Linked DNA regions of Mus musculus: region 2 is linked to region 1. A link is a contact called in public Hi-C data. All regions are on one chromosome and are shown on one strand. The core of a region is the stretch at or near the end of the contact, and the rest is flanking DNA. Distances in the headings are between cores, read along the strand shown.

Region 1 (4,139 bases), core at 467-2,966:
AAAAAAAAACTGACAATAGTCAGCGTATATCCTTTCAACTTGCAGGCCAACCAAAACACAGCTGGTTAAGGATGGGTTATCCTGATGTGACTCAGAAGCCATGTGGTACCACTCCTCACAGCCCAGAGGTGCCTGGTATAGCTGAGCACACAGCAAGTCTGTGGTGGCCACCAGCGCCACACTTGCCTGTAGAGGCACAGACAGCTGTGAAGGAGTTAACAGCTCTGGTGGAGAGTGTCTGGATGTGGGCCACCTCTTTTAAATACTAAGCCCCTGGTATCCTTGCTAATGCCATTCTCCCTGCTGCAGGTTTTACTCACAGGAGTAATGAATTAATTAGTGAATATGGGTGAGAAGCTCTTTGAAGTTGTAAAAAAAAAAGCCCACAGTACAGATGCTAAGGAAAGGAACCAAACAGACTAAATGAGATAGCCTGTGGGGGACAGTAGCTCTTGGTGATGGAGCCCACAGCTCTCTGAGGGCAAGTGCAGATAAAACAAAGAGAAAGCTCCTTGCAAGGGAGCCCAGCAGGGTCGAGAATCATGTCTTCAGTGTGTCTGCTATGACTTTTCTGTTGGTCTCTTCTGCTACAAGATTGTTGTATCATCTCAATTTCCATCCGGGGGCTCACAACAACCAAGGCCACATGTGGGGAAGATTTCTTACCACATCAATTATGGCAAAAGTGGTCACCAGGTAAAAGAAGAATTGGGAGGAAGAGAGAGAAAGACAGAGATGGAGAGACAGAGACAGACAGACAAACAGACAGACAAAGAGCAAGCAAGCATACCGTACTACCAGGAAGCTAGTCTTGTAATAACAGCATTAATCCAAATAGGAAGGCAGAATTCTGGTGGCTTCTTTAAGTCGTCCCTCTCAACACTGTTGCACTGGGAATTATGGTTCCAACATTTGCACTTGGAGGGGCACATTCAAATTATGGCAACAGTATATGGATACATTGTATGTAGTACACAATGTTAATTTTAAAAATGTGTTTTAAGACAGGCTTTCATCAGGCAACCCTGGCTGGTCTAGAACACATTGCACAGATCAGGCTGGTCCCAAACTCACAGAAATCCATCTGCCTCTTCCTCTTAAGTGCTGGGATCTTTAAAGGCCTCTGCCACCATGCCCAGCTTTAAAAACTTTACTGGCTTATGTAGTTCACATGGTATGTTTGCTAGATAGCACTGCTGGTTCTAAGCCAGGATCGACACCAGAGTGCCTTTCAGAGCAGTCACAGTCACTGTGTCAATCAAATCATCTTCAGAATTATGCAGAGTGGGTGCTGAAACCGTCTTATGGATGAGACCAAAGGAAATTGCTGTTGTTCTTGTTTGGGATCAGTGGTAGGGATGTGGTCTCAGTATATGGCATGGGATAGCCTGGAATTCATGAGGTAGCCCAAGCTAATCTCAGGGACAATCCTCCTATGTCAGCCTCCTAAACACTAGGATTCCAGGCTGAGCTACCACACCCTCCTAAAGAAATTGATATCTATGAGAAAAATGAAATACCGTACAGGCGGTGGCAATATTAAACAGTCATAATGGAGCCGGACGCTTCATCCTGACCCTGTATGTCTAGAGCTTATGTCCTCTCTGCTATATCTCCTTTGTGGTTTTGAAGACATTGGACCACTATGTGACCTACCGCAGAAGGCGAAACTTGTCATGATAGACAGAAGAGAATGAGTTCCTTTGACATAGCCAAGACCCCAGAGGATAGGGACAGCCTCTGAATGCAGAGTGAGGGGCTGGATGATAAACCAGGGACCAGTGTGAAGGGACCTGGGGAGCAGGCCCCCGAGTGGGAAGCACTCCCCGCTGCAATCATGCATTTCACAAGCCTGATGTCTTATGAGATGTCCCATCCTTGTCAGTGTTAGGAATCTGACAAAGTGACAGTGATTGTTGCTATGGGAGACAGTGTGGGTTTGTGACACAAGAAAAATTCTCTTGCTGTTGCAAAAGTGGATCCAGACTGTCCCAATGGATGTCTTCTGGCGATAGAACTCAACTTCCTCAAAGCTCATGTGAGGACTATTGCCCACAACTGAAGGGCTGGTCCTTCCAGCACGAGCTGGAAGGCCAGACAACGAGTTCAAAGAATAGAAATAGCTCATACAAGCAGGGATTAAAGGAACTTGGGAGCATGAAGGTTGGACCTGAGGCGAAAGTATTGGCCTTTGCAGTCGGGTTTTCACTCTGTAGCGCTGAATAGGATGAAACTGAATTCTAGCCAAGCCAAACACTGCGCCTACAAATCCTTCAGCCACTCCAGTCATGGGCAATTTCTGTATCAGTCATGGTCATGATCGATACCCCCAATACCCTAGAACACTATACATACCCCAGCCTCCCCATTGTGGGCTATACTGAGGCCCGTGGAACTGGACCAGCACACACTAATTGTGGAACTTGAAGAGAATTGGTGAAACCTGTGCCTCAGAAGGATGCTGGGAAGGATCTGAGGGCAAAGAAGACTGTGGGACTCACAAAGGATCCCTCAACCAAAATTTCTCTGTGCTATCACCAGAGGCCAACTATAGGGCCAATTGAAATAGCATAAAGGTCTCAACAGCACCACCTTCTGTCAATAAGGAAAACTACAAGCAGCCAAATTTGAAATCAACATAAGATGTGAGGCCTTCAAAGATCACTGACTGGGTCAAGGCCTTGAGGGGAAATGAGGCTTACAAAAGACAAAACAGAGTGTTGAGAACTGGGTGGAGAAGAGACAGGAGCCTGAGATTCCAAGCTTGCCTCTGCAGGTGTTCTATTTAAGGCTAAGACAGCAACTGTGTCCTGATTTTTAGAAAGGAAAGTGAAGGAGGAGAGGAAAGGGGAAGGGGAAAGGGCACTGCAAATTGCTCATCACTACCAGTGACAGAGGCCTTGCCACTGCCACTTCCAAAGGCAAGCATGGAGTTATTCATGTCTCCTGGTGTTTTCAACCATTCCTAAGTAACAACAGTTGGCTGTTGGGACTGTTTAAGGTCAAACAGAATGTCATCTTTCCTTCTTTACGTCCAGGACAGAATTCCACAGTGGCCACCTGCATAAACCTAGGCCTGGCAATTTGCTTAGGGGAAAAAAATGCAGGTCGCCTCCCCTACACAGAAAACCTTAAAAACCCAGAGAATCACATTCCGAAGAGTTCTGCTTTTTTGGTTGTTTTGTTTTTGTTTTGTCTCTCTATTATCTAGCCCTGGCTGTCCTGGAACTTGCTATGTAGACCAGGCTGGCCTCGAACTCACTTAGATCCATCTGTCTCTGCCTGCCAAGTGCTAGGGTTTTAAAAGCATGGTCCACCATACCAGCCCTCCAAGAGGACTACTTTTTAAACAATGGTGGGTGTGGAGGCAAGGGTTGCTCCTGAGTCAGCAGTCTTAGATGACTCAATGACTTGAGGCCACAGGGCATGTGCTCTGATACCTACTGTCACCTAGAACAGCCTCCACACTGAACTCACCCATCACGGTTTTCTGGTTCACTGAAATGTGGTCATTCCTGCATTCTCCCATTCATCCTACCTTGTAACTTGTATGACCTATCCAAACACTGAACAAGGCCATCCAGTTAACCCCAGCTGATCGTCAGCCAGGTCTCTCTGGCAGGCTAGATTTAATGGTGTTACAACCTTCCTGTATCTGTTAGGAAGGCAGTCACTCCATGTGTCGTAAAGCCTGAAGTACCTTCCTATCTCAGCAAGCCAGGCTTTATTCTGCTCACACGTCACATAGTCAGAGCTAAGTGGCTGCTGGCATTCATTAACTAGCCAGACAACGTCAAGTCCCGAATTGAGACTATTCTCCTGACATTTTGCTGCTCAGTGCTTCAAGCTTTTATGAATCCATAAGAAAGAGGGAAAAGGCATTGCCTTCTGTCTGTCCTTCTCTGTACTCATAAGCATACTGCTTCCCAGAGCACACAAGAAATCCAGACCGAGTGACAGAGCCACCTCTGCTATCAGTGCTAGGAGATTCCAAGTTCTTTCTCTGTCTTTCTCTAACACCCATAGGATTTTACCTCCTTCTGATTATTCATGGCTCCCAAGCCCCGGTCATCAGTCCTGTTCTTTCTGCAGGCTGTGTTTCATGGTATCCCAGCCTTCTTGTGTCAAGAACACACTCA
Region 2 (4,139 bases), core at 414-2,913, 190 kb before region 1:
AAGTAACTCACCCTGATATGGATGACCATTAAAATGTGGAAGGACTGGAAGCTGCTGCTTTGCAAACTCCCTATTTCCATAGCCCAAGTTGAGATTTTCTACATCAGAGTTTTCTGTACAGTAGAAACGCCACGGGTCAGGTTGGAAAAGAAGGAACCTTGGAACACCTCCTTGTGCTTTTTTCTTTTTTACACAAGACCCACATTTTTGTGCATCACCTACATTTTCTTAAGAGCCAACTCTCCTATCCAACCATAGGTTAATTCTTAAAATGTGCCCAGCACTAACTCTTCTGTTCACCAGTCCTCATCCATATGGCATTTAGTTTCATACTCTGTTAGATGACAGAACGGAGCCCTCTGAAAATGAGACTTGTCTGGCTTCTTTAATATACATTTGGGCTAATATCTGGTCCCCTAATTAATCTCCCTATGACTGACAGAAACTGATAACAAGCTCATTTGCCCACAGAATTACATGTTTATCAGGGTTCTCTTCAAAACAAAAGGCATCCACAGAGTTTTAGATTTGCATTTCGGTGGAAGCAGAGGACTGTAGTTTTAAAAGGCATTTATTTTTTATGTACATAAATCCAGTAGCAGAAAAGACCTTGGGCTGAATGAAAAGGGTTTCTTGGAGATGCATACACAGAAATGGTCATCCCCTCATTGCTCAAGAAAGAGGACTGTTCAGGAGAAATGCACAAATATATCCTGGGACGAATAGCTCCACTTCTGAAATGAAATGGATCATTCTCCTTGCCTGAGCCTAATGCTTAATGTGGAAGAGATATTAACCTTGGAACCCATGGACCTCTGAGTATCAGGACTCATTCTGCTTCTTGTTTATACACCATGGATATTTCTTCAGGTAATTGAAGCTAGTTGCTCATCAGCCTGAAAAATTACTGGGTGAGGAAAATGCTCTGTGTTATTGTGTAAAGTTATTATGAACTAAAGCACAACTGATACCACACCCCACCCATATGATAATCAGCTGTACATGTCACACACTGAACTCCAAACACTGACCCATAGAAATTTCTATTGCCTCTTCTTCTTTGGTGCCTACTGTAGAACCTGTTGTATAATAGGAACTTGATACATGTTTGCTGAATTGACTTCCATTGAATTGAATAAGTAACTTGCAAGGTCTAAGGAGGTGACAAAAGAATCTACATTTTACACCATCACCATTGCCTTGCTCACAGCTGACATGAGGAATTATGTGGTAAATGGCAAGCAAATGAATAAACAAATTGAAAGACCTGAAGAGATGATTCTTATCATCGCTCAACACACTTTGGAATCGCCTGGAGTATTTAAAAATAAATCTCTGGGACACTGCCCCACAGAATGATTTAAATGTTTTCCCAGGATATTCTAATAATATACAATAAAGGTTGAGAACCAGTGGCTTTGAATAATAGGAAGGTATCTCCCTGCACTAACCCCGTTTTTTTGTTGTTGTTGTTTCCTCTAACCAAATGGGGTTTAATCTTCCTGTGTAGGACAAATTGTCCTGAAAAGCCTGACATGGAAGAGTGATGTTGCTAGTGCTTTTTAAACACCATCAAGAAGTAGTTTCCTGCACTGTTAGCCCTCCACAGCCATCATCACCCTGGCAGACACCTGACCCTGTTTTCCCCATGTAAGTAAACACCCTAGACAAAATCAATCACCATGCGGGTTCTCGGGCTGCCACCTGGTGGCCACTCTGCAGTGACAGATAGTACAGCTTCCTTCAGACAAGCTCTCAGAATATATGCAAAGCCCAGGCATGTCATTTCTGACGTTTTAGAAAAATGAATAATCTCTGAGGAAGAGAATATTCCAAGTGCTGTAGGAATGAGTGGCAGGCTGATGATTTATCTATCCCCAAAGGACGGAAAATGACAATGGTCAGAAAAAGGCAGGGAACTCAAGGACAAAGTACAGATTCTGCAAGATCCATTCCTAAATCTTCAGCTCCTTGAGAAAAATGATATAAGATGCATCACACCGTCCTCAGTGAAATTCCCATATGGGAAGATAGTAGCTAGAGGAGTTGGTTGTCTTGGTCAATGTAGCATGGCACCACCAGGAAAACTGAGGCAGGAAGATTTCTGTGATTTCAAGTCTAGCCTGGGAAGCATAATGAGTTCAAAGCCAACTTAGGCTACATACTAAAGCTCTGTCTCAAGAAGGAGGAGGGAAAGAGGAGGGAGGAGAGGGAAGAGAAGGAAGGGGGGAGGGAAACTGCATAGCAAGCAAGATGTGGTTGGTGGTGTGCACCAATAGTCCCTGCATTGGAGACACTAAGGTAGGAGAATTGTGAATCCGGCTCTGCACTTAAGGCTCGCAAACAAACCAATAAATAACTGGGAAAGAAGTTCGACGCTTAACTTTTTAAACAGGTATCTTCAGAAAATGAGATTTCATTTTTTCAAGACAGGGATTGCATGTGTGCATACAGGAAACAAAACACACATGGATGTGAGCAGGCGCACACCCTTTCTACACACTTCATAATAAGAGGTAATGAGATGATAGTAACCTTATTTCTTCATGAAGAAAATAGGCTGTGATGCTATGAATGTTTTCCTCAGAGACCGAATTAATATCTTCATTTCCAAGTCTTGGCCAAACTGCTGCGATGAATACTTAAGACTCCGTGGAAAAGGAATCTGGATGCTAAATATGAAGTGTGGGTTGCACACTTCACACCAGCCTGCTTTTTCAGGGTTTTAAATGTGTGGAGAGCTGCAAGAACTGTAACTGTGGCCAGACAGACCCTGGCTCGGGTGCTAACTCCACCACCATGAGCTGTGAAATGTTATAGAATCTCCTCCAACTACTCCCAAAGCTCCTGTTTCCTCATCTCCAAGTGTAAATGATAATCTCACCTCCTCAGGATTTTATGCTGTGAATGGAGGAAATTTACTCAGACAAAGGCAGAAACAGATAAATCTGGAATATTAACCGAGTAAATGGGGTTTTCCCTCACCCACATTATAATATTCCCAAAATCATAACTTAGCAACATGTTAACAGGTGGGGCAAAATTGATTTGATTGTACTCCATTTTGAATGCCATGGGTATTAAGACTGTGGTAGAGACAAATTATTCACAACATCATAAGTATGTGGAAAGAATTCACTGAGGAATGGATAAATGGGGAAGCTTGTTGACTGTCCAGTTCAGTCCTGACAATGGATTAAAACTATGTCACAACACAGGTTTAAAAAGTAAATTATTTTACCAACAGCAGCTCTTAATTATTTTTATATTTTTAATTAAAATCTCATAATCTCCCCCTTTTATTTTCTCCTTCCAGTTCCTCTGATGTACTTATCCTTGCTCCCTCTCAAAATGACAGCCTCTTATTTTATTGCTATTGTTACACACACACACACACACACACACACACACACACACACACACACCTAAATCTGTAAGTGCAAACTGGTCTATTTACTGTATGCAATTTGAGGTCTGACCACTTGGATAACCAATTACAAGGTTCCTCCTTGGAGCATACCTGCATTCGGCTATCAAGGACATATGGAAAGAAGAAGTAAATAAATAAAAATAACCTCTGCCTTCTGATTCCTGTCTTGTTCGTAATGAACTAACTACTATTTAGAAAGTCAAGTCAAACACAATAATGGACATCAGGAGCTCTGATACAGTAGAGATGCTCTCAGCCACTACTGGTGGAAGACATGACTTCAGGATCCAGGATTTCAAAACTACCCAAAGCAATCTCCCATCCAGACACTAGACCAGAAAACAAATGTTCTCTAGGAAATATATAAGCTTCCTGGGGGGGATTTTCTTTAAGTTGTTTGTCTGTTTCTGCCTCTGTGCACTAAGCCTGTTTTATTATTATTATCGTTACATTTTGTCTTCCTCCAACAGCCGCTGATTGAAGATGGGAGTGTGGCCATTGGTGTGTTGCCTGTGCTCCAGTGAACAGCCCCATGCCGGCACACATATGACAACATTAATAGGACTTAGTAAGTTATTAATAAAAAGAAAAAGAGGACATGAATCTGAAAAGGGGGCATGTTACCAAGTATACTGAGGAAATTTGAGGGGGGATGTAGGGTGGATAGAATCATACTTCAGTGTACATATGTGTCAAATTCTCCATGAAT

What was found. Hi-C and Micro-C count contacts between places; a contact is called where the count stands out from the background.
Region 2: a Hi-C map of CD8 T cells shows a contact between it and region 1, with 4 times the contacts expected there. The contact joins two enhancer-like sites. A contact is called at or near these places in 5 of 39 promoter capture datasets (the HPC-7 cell line, hippocampal neurons, liver and 2 more), 41 of 484 Hi-C or Micro-C datasets (the AML12 cell line, the C2C12 cell line, CD4 T cells and 23 more) and 3 of 115 datasets of contacts at active chromatin or transcription factors (astrocytes, memory CD8 T cells and regulatory T cells).

What each region holds. Positions count from the first base shown.
Region 1 is chr15:59,904,503-59,908,641 of GRCm38.p6, reverse strand. No RefSeq gene overlaps it. Among named protein-coding and RNA genes, the nearest start is that of Gm36819, 83 kb to the right of the region's middle. Within about 2 kb of position 1,716, at least 5 of the 459 cell types and tissues checked have an H3K27ac peak or open chromatin away from gene starts, as enhancers often do. A contact at or near this core is called in CD8 T cells and hippocampal neurons, where this site is marked.
Region 2 is chr15:60,094,900-60,099,038 of GRCm38.p6, reverse strand. No RefSeq gene overlaps it. Among named protein-coding and RNA genes, the nearest start is that of Gm25875, 12 kb to the right of the region's middle. Within about 2 kb of position 1,663, at least 18 of the 459 cell types and tissues checked have an H3K27ac peak or open chromatin away from gene starts, as enhancers often do. A contact at or near this core is called in CD8 T cells and hippocampal neurons, where this site is marked.